Linked DNA regions of Sus scrofa: regions 1 and 3 are each linked to region 2. The links are chromatin contacts, called in public Hi-C and HiChIP or PLAC-seq maps. All regions are on one chromosome and are shown on one strand. Each heading gives the region's core, a stretch centred on a gene start, on an enhancer-like site or on the middle of the called end of the contact. The rest is flanking DNA. Distances are from core to core; before and after follow the strand shown. Region 1 overlaps PPCDC (phosphopantothenoylcysteine decarboxylase). Region 2 holds the start of C7H15orf39. Region 3 holds the start of LOC100156967 (cytochrome c oxidase subunit 5A, mitochondrial).

Region 1 (4,275 bases), core at 605-3,104, 140 kb before region 2:
TGGAAGGAAAGGGTTTTGGGGTCTGCTCTGGTATGTGGTACAGTGACACACCTGCACAGTGTGTGGACACTGGAGTCACACCTTACACAGTGCTGGGTGTGTAGTCGGCATTCAATAAATACTTATGGTATGTATGACGTAATTAGTAATTTGACTTTGGCTAACAGCCAGGAGGTTTTCAGAGTTGAATATGATGAAAAAGTGACTAACGGAGCTGGTTTTGAGGAGTCAGATAGGAGGTTTGTCTCCTCATATGCTTGCTGATGGGTGTTTAAGGCACTTCTTGAAGAGCTGCTGGTGATTTAAGCATCATTGAGCACAGGTGATCAGAAAAAGAGCAACACACAGATCGTGTTGTAGGGCAGGGGCAAAGGAGCACAGAGGAGAGCGAGCCTAGGGGCAATGTTGTCAAGAAGCCTTCCCAGTGGGGCTGGTGCCAGGCTGGCAGGGCGGCTGGAGCAGGTCAGGCTCCCGGCCACTTTCATCTTCTTGGCTGAGTGTTGTGTGTAGCCAGCACCGTCTCACCAGATCTCCAGGCTTCCCACCGGCTGGCGAGCAGCCAGCTGATGTGACAAAGCACACTGACCTCCAGGAGCTAAGCCCCGGTCTGGCCAACTTTGTGAGGTCTCCTTCCTTCCTTCTGAAAGCTGTTTTCCTCTTTTCTTCAAAGCTCACCACTCCCTGAAATCTTTAGGGTTTCCCTCCTACTGAGTTGGCTGCGCAATGGATCATGTTCTCAAGATGAGCCCCGAGGCCCTTGGCCTCAAAGGTTGCATTTGAAGGCACAAATACTTCAAAGAACTGAAGAGCTTTTTTTTTTTTTTTTTTTTTTTTTTTGGCTTTTTAGTGCTGCACCCGCAGCATATGGAAGTTCCTAGGCTAAGGGTCGAATAGGAGCTGTAGCTGCTGGCCTATGCCATAACCGCAGCCACAGCAATGTGGGGTCCAAGCCACATCTGCTACCTACACCACAGCTCACAGCAACGCTGGATCCTTAACCCACTGAGCGAGGCCAGAAATCGAACCTGCGCCCTCATGGATGCTAGTCAGATTCGTTTCTGCTGAGACACGACGGGAACTCCAAAGAACTTCAAGTCTTATAAAGTTTAAACTATTGCCATCATGATCTGTGGCTCTGTCTTCTCTCAGAAGATATTTTTTCCTTATATAACCCCCAAAGACACTTGCCCTGCTTCCTCCCTCCTTCAGGTCTTCTTCCTTTCCAGTATCCAGAACTTGGGGTGCTATCAGGGCAGCGTGCTAGGCATGAACCTGTGCTCCCAATCTCTGGGCCCTGGGCCTGGGTGAGGTGCATCTGTCCTCTGGCCCTTCTTTGTTCTCAGTAATGCAGCAGATCCAGAAAGAGAAGGTGACTTTCCTGGGTCACCAGTCCAGCTGGGAGCTGGTCTTCTGACACGGATCCAGGGCTTCTCTTCACCCAAGTGGATTCCCAGGGGCAGAGCCTGAGGTGCTGCACACAACATTGGCCAAACAAGTGACTGTGGGAACTGATGCCTCCTTTCAGCCCTCCTACTGCTGGAAGGTTTGGAGGAGCTGTGGTTTGTCCAGGAAACGCTGAGCTTTGAGATGGGGTGGGAAAAGCTAGAGAGGTGGGGGGGCATGGAGATGTTGGGTTTGTGCTCTGGCTGGTGTGTTTTGCTTTGAGCGCCTTTAGAAACCCCAGCCCTGCCTCTGCCTCCCACACAGTCAAGGGGCTCTTCTAGGGATGCTCATGACTTCCACAGAAGCAGCAGGTGGCACGTGGCCAAGAGGAAGTGTGGACTGAAACTGTCCACTCATAGCCTGGTTGCCTCATTACGAGGACTGGGTGGGAAACAAACACTGGTGTCTGGGACGACGCAAGCAGCCAGATCCTGAGGCTGTGTGCTGTCCCACTTCCTTCCTGTCCTAGGAGAGGGCAAGGGCACTGAGAAGGACAGGCATTTTCTCTGGCCTGTTTGTGGCATTGTTGTCTGGACTCCCCCTCTTTTCCCAGACAGGATCCACTTCAGGGAAAGGGTGTGTCAGCCGCTATCTCCCTAAAGGGTCCACAGCCCAGGCAGAGGCACCTGGAGCAGTCAGAGCCCAGGGGAGCACATTCCTAGGGGACTCAGAGCTTATTTCTCCCCGAGACACCCCTATCCTTGTTATAATAACAGGAGCTACTATTTCTGGAGGCCATACTTTGTGCCAGGCCTTGTGCGAAGAGCTTTATAAGTGAGCACACACCCTCTGTCCTCATGACTGCTCGGTGAGGGGGCTTTTGCAGAGAGGAAGCTGAGACTCCTGGCGTGAAGGAACAAGTGTTCAAGTTCTCATGGCTAGTGACAGCAGATAGCGCAGCAAGATTTGAACCCAGGTCCACGTGATTGCAAAGCTCACGGCACTGAGGACTCTGTGAGCTGCTTCTGTCTGCAAGGGCCGGCTCTGGGGAAGACATTGCTTGGGCACAGGGAGCCTTGTTTGCACAGGAGGAGAGGTCTGCTTAGAAGTGGCTGGGTCATTGCCAGAGTTGGTAGAGCATCTCCTGTGTGTAGCCTGTGGGGAGGTGAGAGGACCAGGGGACATGGCCCCACCCCGAGGCTGAGACAGCTCCACAGACAGCAAACTGAGCCCACAGTCCCCCCACCCCCCTCTTCACAGACCTGTGTCATCCGGGCCTGGGACCGCAGCAAGCCCCTGCTCTTCTGCCCAGCAATGAACACTGCCATGTGGGAGCACCCCCTCACTGAGCAGCAGGTGTGCCAGCTCAAGGCCTTCGGCTATGTCGAGATCCCCTGTGTGGCCAAGAAGCTGGTCTGTGGAGACCAAGGTGGGTGTCTGGCCAGGCTCACAGCTCATTCCTACGGCCTGGGGCTGGGGCAGGGCTCAGCTTCAGATCCTAGTCTGCTGTGACCTCAGGTAAAACCCTTCTCCTTTGAGCTCGGCTTTCTCATCTGGGAAATGGAAATGGAAATTCTTCCTTGTCAGAGTTGTTAGGATTAAATGAGACAGTAAAATGCCTCGCATCTTCCCTGACATGCAGCCCACATAGTTCAGATGGCTACTGTAACCATTCCTGGGACTGTCCGGAGGGTTTCGTGGGAGGGACTGGATGGGTCTGGCTCAGCCCTGGTCCTGCCCTTCCCAGGCCTCGGGCTCTGGGTGGGGCACTGGGGAGCACTGGGTGGGGTGGGTGGGGAATGGTCCCCTGCCTCAGTCTGCAGGGTCACAGTAGAGCTCTGCTCCCCAGGTCTGGGGGCCATGGCTGAGGTGGGCACCATTGTGGACAAAGTGAAAGAAGTCCTCTTCCAGCACGGTGGCTTCCAGCAGAGTTGAACCCGGGATTCCGTCACACATGTCCCTCCGCACTCAGCATGTTTTCAGGCCAAGTTGGTGAAGAAGGTGGCCTTTGACAAAATGGGGTGAAGACTCCCTGCATTTGCTGAACAGGGATCTGACCTGACCCAGGTTAAACTAAACCAAAGGCCCAGGTCCCAACTTCTTTCAACCAGGAGCCACCTGCTTTCTGGAGTTCTTCTCCAGCTTTTCCTGGGATGGGCGCAGCAAGTCCGAGGAGCAAGCTGCGGTATTGTGCCTGTGCTTCGGGAAGGGGACTTAGGAGTGACTGAGAAATCTTGATCCTCCATGGCGCCCAGGAACTGCTTTTAGAAAGAGCCACGGCTGGTGATCCCCAGGCCTTTGGAGCTTCAGCTCTTTGGTGGGTACAGGGAAGCCTATGAATTGGCGGGACCATGCTGTGAGAGGAGTACTGAGAATAAAGAAAAGTGACTTTTGGGGAGACTCCGTTCTTCCTTTATGACTCCATCCTTCCTTTACAGCCTGTCCGGGGTTTTGGTGATTAGGGGCATCGCTAGTTGTGGCTGGGGAAGGGTCTGGGCTGGCAGCTGACCAGCACTTCCTAGTCCCCATGTCGTATGATGATTAAGGGCAAGGGCCTTTGCAGCCAGACAGCCCCTCGTCAGATCCCAGCTCTGCCACGTACTAGCTGTGGGACGTGGCTCAGGGCTCAACCTCTCTGACCCTCACTCTCCTCATCTGTATTATCCTACCTTCATGGAGTTGCTGAAAGGATTAAATGAGATAATATGTGCACAATGGCCACCCTGCTGCCTTTACGTAGCATCAAATAAATGTAAGTTAAAGCTAGTTGTGTGTTCTTGTCAGTGAGCTTTCTTATGTTTACTGAAATAGACTGTCTCATTTTGGGAAAAATAAAATCCCCGGCCCTACGCTGACATGCACTTTATGCAAGTGACAGGTTCGCAGCCTGCA
Region 2 (4,891 bases), core at 681-3,180:
CCCTAAATAGAGAACACTGCCCTCCTCCCTCCCCATCCCCAGTACCAGGGTGGAGGCCAGGGAATGGGTGTCTTGGAGGGGAGGGCAGTGTTAGTGAGGAGCAAGTGTGAGAAAGAACTGGAATTCCCGTTGTGGCTCAGTGGTTAACAAATCTGACTAGGAACCATGAGGTTGCAGGTTCGATCCCTGGCCTTGCTCAGTGGGTTAAGGATCAGGCATTGCTGTGAGCTATGATGTAGGTCGCAGATGCAGCTCGGATCTGGCTCTGGCTTAGGCCAGCAGCTTCAGCTCCGATTAGACCCCTAGACTTGGAATCTTCATATGCCATGGGTGAGGCCCTAGAAAAGACAAAAAGACAAAAAAAAAAAAAAAAAAAAAAAAAAAAAAGTGAGGAAGAACAGCCTGTGAGCTGAAGCTTGGCCATGACTCCAAGTCATCAGCTTACAAATGCATTTTCTTGATCCCAGCCTGCTATGTGACTTTGGGAAAGCCTCAATTTTCTCTGAGCCTCTGCTCCCCAGCTCCTTCTCCAAACTCAATTTCTAAGGGCCCTTCATATCTCAACTAATTAATACCCTCTCTGCTGCCCCAGGTGACCTTCACTTCCTCTTCCTCTCCGCAGCACCCAGCCCCTCCTGCTCAGCTCCAGCAGCTCTAGATGCTTCCTTATTCTTGGAACCTGCAGCCTCAGGCCTGCTCTGCCCTCTGACTCAGGCGGCCCTGACCTTTGGGATCTGAGCAGATGGCCTGGGTGGTTTTGCTCCGTGAACTTGTTCTGACCTTTGGCATGTCCACCTGTTCCTTTCCTCCTTCACTGCATACACCTGCCCCCAGTCCTTGGGCAGCCCAAGAAATGCAAGGAACTAGGTTTTTCAGAGAAGGTAACAGCACCCAGCAGCTTCTCGGTGATGGCCACCAAGATGGCCTGGAGAAGGCAAATGGAGACAGCTCTTCCATCCCTCCAGCCCCTCTCTTGGTAACACACCGTTCCTGCCTGGGAGTGCTCAACCCAACCCACCTATGTGGCTACATGGAGCTTAGTCCAGTCTTACTGAGGGAGATTTGTCAAAAATGTTCAGAGATACCCACTGAGGCCACTTGGCAAAACTTCCAGCATCCTCCTTCCTGGCTCACTTCAGGGATGGGGAAATCACCCCCTCCTCATCAGGTATGGTGCCCTAACAAGCTTTGAGATATTTTTCTGGAATTTGCCCTCTCTGCTGTATTGCGGTGAGGGAACAGACTAAGGAGACCTTCTCCGGCTCCCTAATGCAACTGTACTGGCCAAGAGAGCCAGATATTTTATTTTAGCTATTTTAGGGCCGCACTGGTGGCATATGGAAGTTCCCAGGCTAGGGGTCAAATGGGAGCAGGAGCTACGGCTACAGGCCCACGCCACAGCCACAGCAACGCCAGATCCAAGCAGATTCTGCGACCTACACCACAGCTCAAGGCAACACCAGATCCTTAACCCACTGAGTGAGGCCGGGAATTGAAGCCGCACCTTCAGGGATCCTAGTCGGGTTCGTTACCTGCTGAGACGGGTCGGGAACTCTGAGAGCCAGTTATTTTAATATAACCTCTTCTAAATCTTAGGACACAATGAGATAATCCCAGTTTGACTAAAATAAGGAAACTGAAGCTCAACGAGGTCAAGCGGCGGGCACAAGGTCACAGAGCTAGAAAAGTGGCGATGAATGAATGATCTGAGTGACTGAATGAAGACGTGTGACGGGCGCGTGGGGCGATGGTTCGCGGAGTGTGCTGGGTTCAGACAGTGCACAGCGCCCGCGGCCGGGGCCTCGGAGGGTTGGCCGACGCAGGCCCTCCACACCCCCAGGGCCCGGGGGAGCGCAGGCTCCCAGAGGCACGGCCGGGCTCTGCCCCCACCGCGCGGGCCGCCCCGCCCCCGCCCCGCCCCCAGCCCGCCCCGCCCGGGACCGCAGACGGCGCCCGGCGGCGGCGCGAACGGCAGCTCGGAGGGTGGCTCCGGGCTCGGTGCTCGCCGCGACTTCCCGCGCAGGGCCGAGCTGGACAAGGACCCTCCGCCTCGCTGGCGCTGGAGAATGCGGCCGCGGTCCCAGGCAGCAGCAGCGGGAAGCCCAGCACTGTGCAGGTAGGAGCTCGCCCACTCGGCGGGCGCGGAAACTTGGGCCGAGTTTGCGGGCGGCGCGTGGGGAAGGGGCGGGTGGCGCTGCCCCAGGGCGCCCCTACCGGCCGGCCCGGGGATGGAGCGCGCTGGGCCTGGGCCGAAGTGGCGTGGCTCCTGGCGGCCTCGGACCCTCGGCGGGAGCGCTGCCGGGCAGGGGTCGCGCCGCTGCTCCGACTTTCCCCGGAGTTCGAGGCCCCTGGAGCAGGTAGCGTCGTGGAGCTCCGGCGGGGCCCTAGCGCCTGATCTAGTGCGGGGCTGGCTAAGTGAAGCTCAGGCCGAGCCCCCGGGCCTCCTGCGGGGCCCGGCTCACGTGGACTACGCGGGCGGAGAGGAGAGGCCGGCGGGGGGCTGGCCTGGGGGGCCGCAGGCACTAAGGCTCCGCGGGGCTCTGGACGCGCCCTGCTGGGACGCGACGGCCCTGCGGTTTCCTCGCTACGGCTTGACTCACTCTCTGGCCGCAGCCCAGGCTGGCGAGATCGCCCCGAGGCGGTGGCTGCCCGGTCTCTGCAGCCAGGCCGCCCCCCTGCCCCGATCCTCTCACCAGTCTTTGGGTGTCGGTCCGTGGGGCCCGGTGCGCTGTCCTGCCTGCGTGCACACGTGTGCGGGGGCCCGAGTGAGGGGAGAACGCAGTTCTGGCGGGCCGTTTGTGCAGATATGGATCAGGCACGTACTTGCAGGCACGGGTTTGCATGGGTGGCGGAGGCCTGTGTGTCGTCCTCCTGGGGTGCACGTGCGCCCCAGCGCCGCCAGGCAGGGCATGAGGACACCCGGAAGCTGGCGGGGTCGGGTGCAGCGGTAGCCCCAAAGCCAGGTCGGCTGAGGGCCCCAGGCACAGAGTTATGGGCCAGGCAGGTAGAGGAAAGGGGCTGGAGCCCATCCCACGACCCTTCCCCCTCCCCTGGAGCCTGGGCTGCCCCTAGGTACGGTTGGAGCGGTGGCAGGGCCCAGAGCCTCAGCTGCGGGGAGGTGTAAGAACATGGAAAGGGGGCCTAGTTCAGCCTGCTAAGAGAGTCCAGGCGCTGGCCACAGCTGGGCAAGATCCCTCTCTTCTTCCTGCTTTTGCCCGATGTCCTCCTGGAGACCCCTTAAAAGGTGGAAGAGGCAATGGGGCCACAGAACTGTTTACTCCCCCTGCTGCTTAGGGCAGGGATGGCACAGCTTTGGTGGGGTCTTCTGGACCCTGCCAGAGGTTGGTCCTCCCAGACCAGCTCTAACCTCAACCAGCAAGTAGCTCAGTGGCCGAAAGTGTGATGTGACCCCTGCTCCCTGGGGTCCTGCCCTTCCCCAAACAATTGCTTGCCTTTTTGTGTATGCATCAGTGTCAGGGAAGGAGGCCCCTACACTTTGGCTACCTTCTTGAACCTGGAGGGGCCTTGCTTGAGGGCATATATACTGGGCTCTCCATCCCCTACTGGCATAGTCCATACCCTTCATAGTCCTCTGCTGTCTCCCTAGAGCCCCTGTCTCTCCTCCAAAGACTCTCGAGGGTCCCAAATGGCCTCACCTTTATTGATTGGGTCCCAAGGGGGTGTCTCAGGAAGTCTCCCGGGCAAAGGGCACGCAATGGGCAGAGCCCAGAAGAGAAGGGGGTGGGTATGGAGCAGGCCCCAAGGAGTATGCAGAGGAGGTGAGACTAGAGCCAGCACTTAATTAATCCAGAGGCCCCCAAGGGCAGGGGGGCTCAGCACCTCCAAAACCATACAACCTCTGCAAAGTTGCTGTGCAGTGTGAGGCAGGGGAGGGGGGGTTCCTTTTGGCTGCAGAACCTTGTCATAGGGCACTGCTATCAGTATTGTTGCCCTAATGTCCTTCTCTGTCTTCTCCGAAGCATCCGCTTCTCCAGGCTGTCTGAGGTGTTGAAGGATTCTGGCCAGGAGATGAACCATCTTTTTTTCTGAGAGTGCTGCCTGGCTTCCTTGGTGCACTGAGGCTGGGTTGAGGGTGGGCATTGCCCCTATACTACCTTCGGCTTTTCCCATCCCCCCAAATGTGCCAGTCTAACTCTGAACCTGTAGTTGTCATAGCCACCAGGCCGAAGGAAGGAGAGGGCTGAGAGAGGGGGCTGGTCTTGGCGGATTTGTGAGAGAAACCTGTGACACCTGGCCCATGGCCTAATCATAGCCAGATTGAACTGTTTCATCCTTTCTTAAGCCACCTGAGGGTTTCGGGGAACAGGGCATTGGGGAGGTAGAAGCAGGTCAATGTGACCCTAGTAGACTGGCCTCAGATGACCCCTCCTGGGGCACTGGCTGCCTTGAGGAAACCCACACTTGACCTCTCTGGCCCGGGGTCCCAGTCCTCGCCTGGCCTTGCTTGAGGACCTTAGTCTTTCTCTGGCACAGTTTTCCCATCAGTACAATGGGGGTCGTTGCCAGCTAGCACTTTGTGACCCTTGGAAGCTCCCTGCCCTGGACTTTTACATCCTCCTACCTCCCTGCCTGCTCCATGGTTCTTTGCTGCCCTCATGTGCCTTGGAATAGCCGCAGCTTAGAGGCCGGGATGGACACAGGCTCTCCCCTGCCCTGCACACATGGCAGCTTCCTGTTGGTGCCACAGCACCACCTGCCGGACAGCCTTTGCTTTCCTGCTGGCAGTGGGTAGGGTAGAGCCTGTAGGAAGGGTTGCTCTGGGCCAACTCTCCTGGGGGACCGCCCTCTAAATCTAAACCAAGTATGTGTGTCCTTCTGGGCCTAGGGACCTGGTTTCCAGGCCTAGTTCTGGCTTTTGATGAGACTGGCA
Region 3 (4,676 bases), core at 230-2,729, 230 kb before region 2:
TACTGGAGAAAGAACTGCCTTAAATCTAGAGTTTGCAGAAAGCCTGCCACTTCCTCAACCTGCCACAAAATGTAACAATTCTTTTCAAGAGGTCAAGAACACCTCCCCCAAATGTATCCACATGAACAAAACCGAAGCAAAACATAACTCCTTAGGTTCTGAAGCGCTAGTTAAATAGTCAAAAGAACAACACTATTAGTTTTGAGTTTGAGTGCATGTTTAAATTTTATAACGTTAGCATATGCTACCGTCACGCACCAAGATCAAAGCGCAGTTACAAGAAATGGGCACAACACTGTGAGCCAACTATATTCCAATAAATTTTTTAAAGTGCATTTACAATAATTAAAAGTTCAGTGCTGGACACAAAGTCTCCTGGAACACATATTAAGCAGAAGGCAAAATAAGAGACAGAAATCAGCAGAACATCTCATACTCCAGCAACCAGACTTCTAGCCGGAAGCACAAATAAAAAATAAAACTTCTCCAAGTTTGTAGGACCCAGGACTCCTGGGTCTGTGGTACCCCGTTTTCCAAACAGTAATATTCTTATCCTAAGACCTATCAAGTCAGGCTCTCTTCCAGACCTCAGGAAACAACCACATACACTGATCTAATGTAAAGATGGAAGAATTAAAACATGGCACAACAGTGTCTAAAAATAAAAGAACGGCTGGAGAAAGTGACACACAAAACGGTAACGAGAAATGCCTGATGAAAAGACTACACTGTGTCCCAGTCACGGAAGTATAAAGTGTTCTCGGAAGAGGCTGCGGGCGGCGGTGCCAGGGTCCCCGGAGGGGCCACTCCCGCCTTCTACCCTGAGCTCAATGTCACCTTCGCGGAAGCGCTGCAGGCCGGCGGTAGCCACTCCCAGTCAGTGGCCGCAGGATCAACGCCAGGGCACGGTCATGGCCCGGGGACCGAAGAGGTCCAGTGGGCGCGGGAGGTGCACCCACAGCAGGTCCACGCTCGACCGGTCCGCGGTGCCCGCACCAGGAAGTCGCGCCAAGGGAGGACCCCGGGACGCGCCCTCGAGTCCTCCACAACTCGGCGGCGGCGGGAATGGCTAGCGGTCCTCAGGTTCGGCCGTCGGCCCGCAGGGCAGGGGCTAGGCCTCTGGGCGAGCCTGCCCTCGCATGGCGGCGGGGGCCCAGGTCACCACAAGGACACGCGGGCGCGGACAGTGGCAGGCGGGAGCCTTACCGGCGGCGGGGCCGGGGGTCGGAGTGGGGTGCAGAAGGCCTCGAGGGCTGGCCCGGGCGACTGCGGCTGCTGCTACGGAGCAGCGGCGAACAGCGGCGCCTAGCATGACGGCGATGGCGGCGCGCAGGTTAACGCTAAGGCAAAGCCGGGTGTGAGCTCAAGGGCCGCTTCGAAGCTCGTGGGGGCCGAACTCACGCACCGACGCAGGGCGGGCGGAGCGTGGAGGCCCTCCCACTGCGGCGCTCGCGCCTAGGCGGAAAGGGGCCACACGCGGCCGCAGGCGGCCTACGGCGGCGCGTTCAGGACAAACCATTTCGGCGCCGCGCCCCGCCCCGCCGCCCGGGTCTGGGCGTGGACCAGATCTGCTATTGTGGAGCTAGGATGGTAGGATGGCAGAGGACAGCAGTGGACAGGCTCGAGAGGCGACTCCAGCACCTCAAAATGGGAACGATAACAATAATAACGACAAATTATAATAAAAATATCTTTTTTGTTTACCACCTGGTGTGAGCCTACAATAAGAGAACAAGTGGGGGCAAAACAACTGCTTGTGTATAAGATCTTATTAGCAACTAATCTTTTTTTTTTTTTTTTGCTTTTTAGGGCCGCACCTGCAACATAATGGAAGTTTCCAGGCTAAGGGTGGAATTGGAGCTGTAGCCGCCAGCCTATGCTGCAGCCATAGCAACGCCAGATCCTAGCGGCGTCTGCAACCTACACCATGGCTCACCGCAACGCCGGATCCTTAACCCACTGAGTGAGGCCAGGGATGGAACCCTCAACCTCATGGTTACTAGTCGGATTATTTTCCCCTGCGCCATAACAGGGATCAACAGCAATATTCCTGTATAACAAATCCGCAAGCATTAGGAAATGAGTGGAGGAGCTCCCGCTGGGGCGCCACAGGCGGGATTGGCCGTGTCTTGGGAGCTCTGAGACCAGGGTTCCATCCCCTGCCACGCATAGTGGGTTAAGGACCCGGTGTTGCCGCAGCTACGACTTGAGTGGCGATTACCTTGGAATCTGTTCCCTGGCCCAGGATCTCCATATGCCACGGGGCGGCCAAAAATTGGAAAAAAAATATGAGTGCAATCACTTTACAGAGAAGGAAACAGCCTCAGAAATTAGATTTCTTGCAGGCAATTGACTCTCTTTTCACCAAATCCCCAGTTCCAGGACTCACCTGGATGTTTCTGGGGAAACCACCACTTCCAGTCCCTACAGGAAGGGGTCGATTAAATCCCAAGACTCTTAATATCAAATCTGGCCTCAGTAACTGCATTCTGATTTTGAGCTCCTGGGCAGTGGGCCTGCTTGCCCCAGGCCTGAATTATCTCGCAGCCACCAAGAGTTAAGTAGTAAAGATTCTTGACTTGTAATCACTCATTCTCTATCCCTGGACCCACTGAAGAAAGAAAAGATGGATATTCAGCTCCTCTTCCTCACTCCAGGCTCTGTCTCCAGAAAATCAGTGTTGATCTCTTTTTCTTCCCTAGCAGTGTGGCCTTAGGAGGTATGAATCTGGCTGGGAAACGGATAAAAAAGCTTTTCTCAAAGCACCTGTCCTCTGAGAGTTCCCTTGCAGCATAGTGGGTTAAGGAGCTGGATGTTATCACTGCAGTGGTTTGAGTCACTGCTATGGTGAGGGTTCAGTCCTTGGTCCAGGAACTTACATATGCCCCTGGTTGTGGCCAAAAGTAAAAACAAACAAACAAAAAAACCCCAAAGCACCTGTCCCCATTTTCCCCCACCAACTTAACCAAACAACACCAGGGGAAGTTTTGCCTCTTTGAGTTTAATTAATATTCTCCAAATATCTTAAGAGCTGGAAGCTCAGGACAAGGTCAGCGTTCCCATACTTAAGAAAGCACTGTAGTTCTCTTGCGGCACGTGGCATTAAGGATCCACATCTTCACTGCAGCAACCTGCATCGCTGCTGTGGTACAGGCATCTCTGGTCTGGGAACTTCCACACTCCATCTGGTCTTTGCTCTTAGTCTCTCCACTTTGCTACAGTACCTTAGATTGAGAACTGGAGTGTGGTATGTTTTGGTTGTTGTTTTCAAAAACAATCATGACTGTAGTGGAGTTCCCGCTGTGGTGCAGTGGATGAAGAATCTGGTGTTGTCTCTGCAGAGGTACGGGTTTAATCTGCTACCCAGAGAAGTGGGTTAAAGATCCTGCTTTGCTGCAGCTGTGGCAGTTGTTGTAGCTGCAGTTCAGATTGGATCCCTGGCCTGGGACTCCCATATGCCACAGGTGTGGCTGAAAAAGAAAAAAAAATGAGTGTAATTTATTATGTACCACTGCATGCTATAAATTATTTATTATCTCATCTAAGCCTCATAACAATGTTGTGAGATAAGAATTTATCCCTATTTTAAAGATGAAGAAATAGGCTCAAAGGATATTTGCCTAAGAATCACATAGCTAATAAATAGTAGTGCTTAGAGCCCAGGTTTGTCTGACTCTAGAAATTGTTTTCTTTCCCTACCACCCCTAAAGGTAGGCTTTGCTGGCTTCTCAGTGAACTCTGAACCACTTGTTACCTTGAGGGCAGTTCTTAGCCCTCATCACTTGTATTAGTTTTCTATTGCTGCCTAACAATTTACCACAAACTAAGCAACTTAAAACAATACCCATTTGGAGTTCCCACTGTGACACATTGGGTTAATGATCTGGCTTGCCTCTGTGGCTTTGCTGGGTTGAATCCTTGGCCTAGAACAGTGGGTTAAGGATCCCGTGTTGCTGCAGCTGCTGCAGCTGTGGCATAAGTCATAGATGAACCTAGGAACTTTCACATGCTCTGGATGGGGCTGAAAAAGCAAGCAATCAAACAAACCAGTAAAGATTCTTGGAATTCCCTGGTGGCTCATTGGGTTAAGGATCTGGCTTGTCACTGCCATGATGTGGATTTGATCACTGGCTCTGGAACTTCTGCATGCTGCAGGCCTGGCCAAAAACGCAAAAGAGTCCCCATTTATTATATCCCAGTTTCTGTAGGTCAGAGTTATGCCTTCATAGCATAACTGGTTTTCTACTGAGGATCTTATAAGACTGAAATCAAGATGTCAGTCGGGACTCTGGTCTCATCTGGAGCTCAGAGTCCTCTTCCCCGAGCTTGTTTAGATGGTTGGCAGAATCCAGTTCTTTGGCGTTGTAGGACCGAGTCCACATTTTTTCTTACTGTCAGCCAACGATCACTCTTAGCAACTAGAGGCCACCCTCAGGGCCTTACCATACATGTGGACCCTCCACAGGCCCTCTCACAATACCACTGCTTATTTCTTCATACCAGTGGGAGAGTATCTCTGACACCTCACCCTCTTTTAAGGACCTCATCTAATCAGCTCAGGCACAGTCAAAGTAATCTCTCTTTTGATCAACTCAAAATGAATGGATTAGTAGCTTAATCTTGGGAATGATATGCCATCATATTCACAGGTTCAGCCCTGATTATACCAGGGGACC

What was found. A called contact is a pair of places that touch in the nucleus more often than the background predicts. HiChIP or PLAC-seq counts read pairs in DNA pulled down with a chosen protein or histone mark.
Region 1: an H3K27ac HiChIP or PLAC-seq map of alveolar macrophages shows a contact between it and region 2. The contact joins the enhancer-like site here to the promoter of C7H15orf39 in region 2. A contact is called at or near these places in 1 of 5 promoter capture datasets (fetal liver), 20 of 47 Hi-C or Micro-C datasets (adipocytes, alveolar macrophages, blood and 9 more) and 2 of 2 datasets of contacts at active chromatin or transcription factors (alveolar macrophages and skeletal muscle).
Region 3: a contact with region 2 is called in a Hi-C map of liver, with 4 times the contacts expected there. The contact joins the promoter of LOC100156967 here to the promoter of C7H15orf39 in region 2. A contact is called at or near these places in 1 of 47 Hi-C or Micro-C datasets (liver) and 1 of 2 datasets of contacts at active chromatin or transcription factors (alveolar macrophages).

Annotation. Positions count from the first base shown.
Region 1 is chr7:58,525,015-58,529,289 of Sscrofa11.1, reverse strand. It overlaps PPCDC (phosphopantothenoylcysteine decarboxylase), which reads left to right. Exons shown (of 6, transcript NM_001243368.1): 5 at 2,644-2,812; 6 at 3,233-3,783. The coding sequence ends at 3,318. Among named protein-coding and RNA genes, the nearest start is that of PPCDC, 22 kb to the left of the region's middle. Within about 2 kb of position 1,854, at least 27 of the 83 cell types and tissues checked have an H3K27ac peak or open chromatin away from gene starts, as enhancers often do. A contact at or near this core is called in alveolar macrophages, fetal liver, liver and 1 more, where this site is marked.
Region 2 is chr7:58,387,156-58,392,046 of Sscrofa11.1, reverse strand. C7H15orf39 reads left to right here and starts at 1,930. Exons shown (of 3, transcript XM_021099036.1): 1 at 1,930-2,116.
Region 3 is chr7:58,619,772-58,624,447 of Sscrofa11.1, reverse strand. It overlaps LOC100156967 (cytochrome c oxidase subunit 5A, mitochondrial), which reads right to left and starts at 1,479. Exons shown (of 5, transcript XM_005666147.2): 1 at 1,207-1,479. The coding sequence starts at 1,312.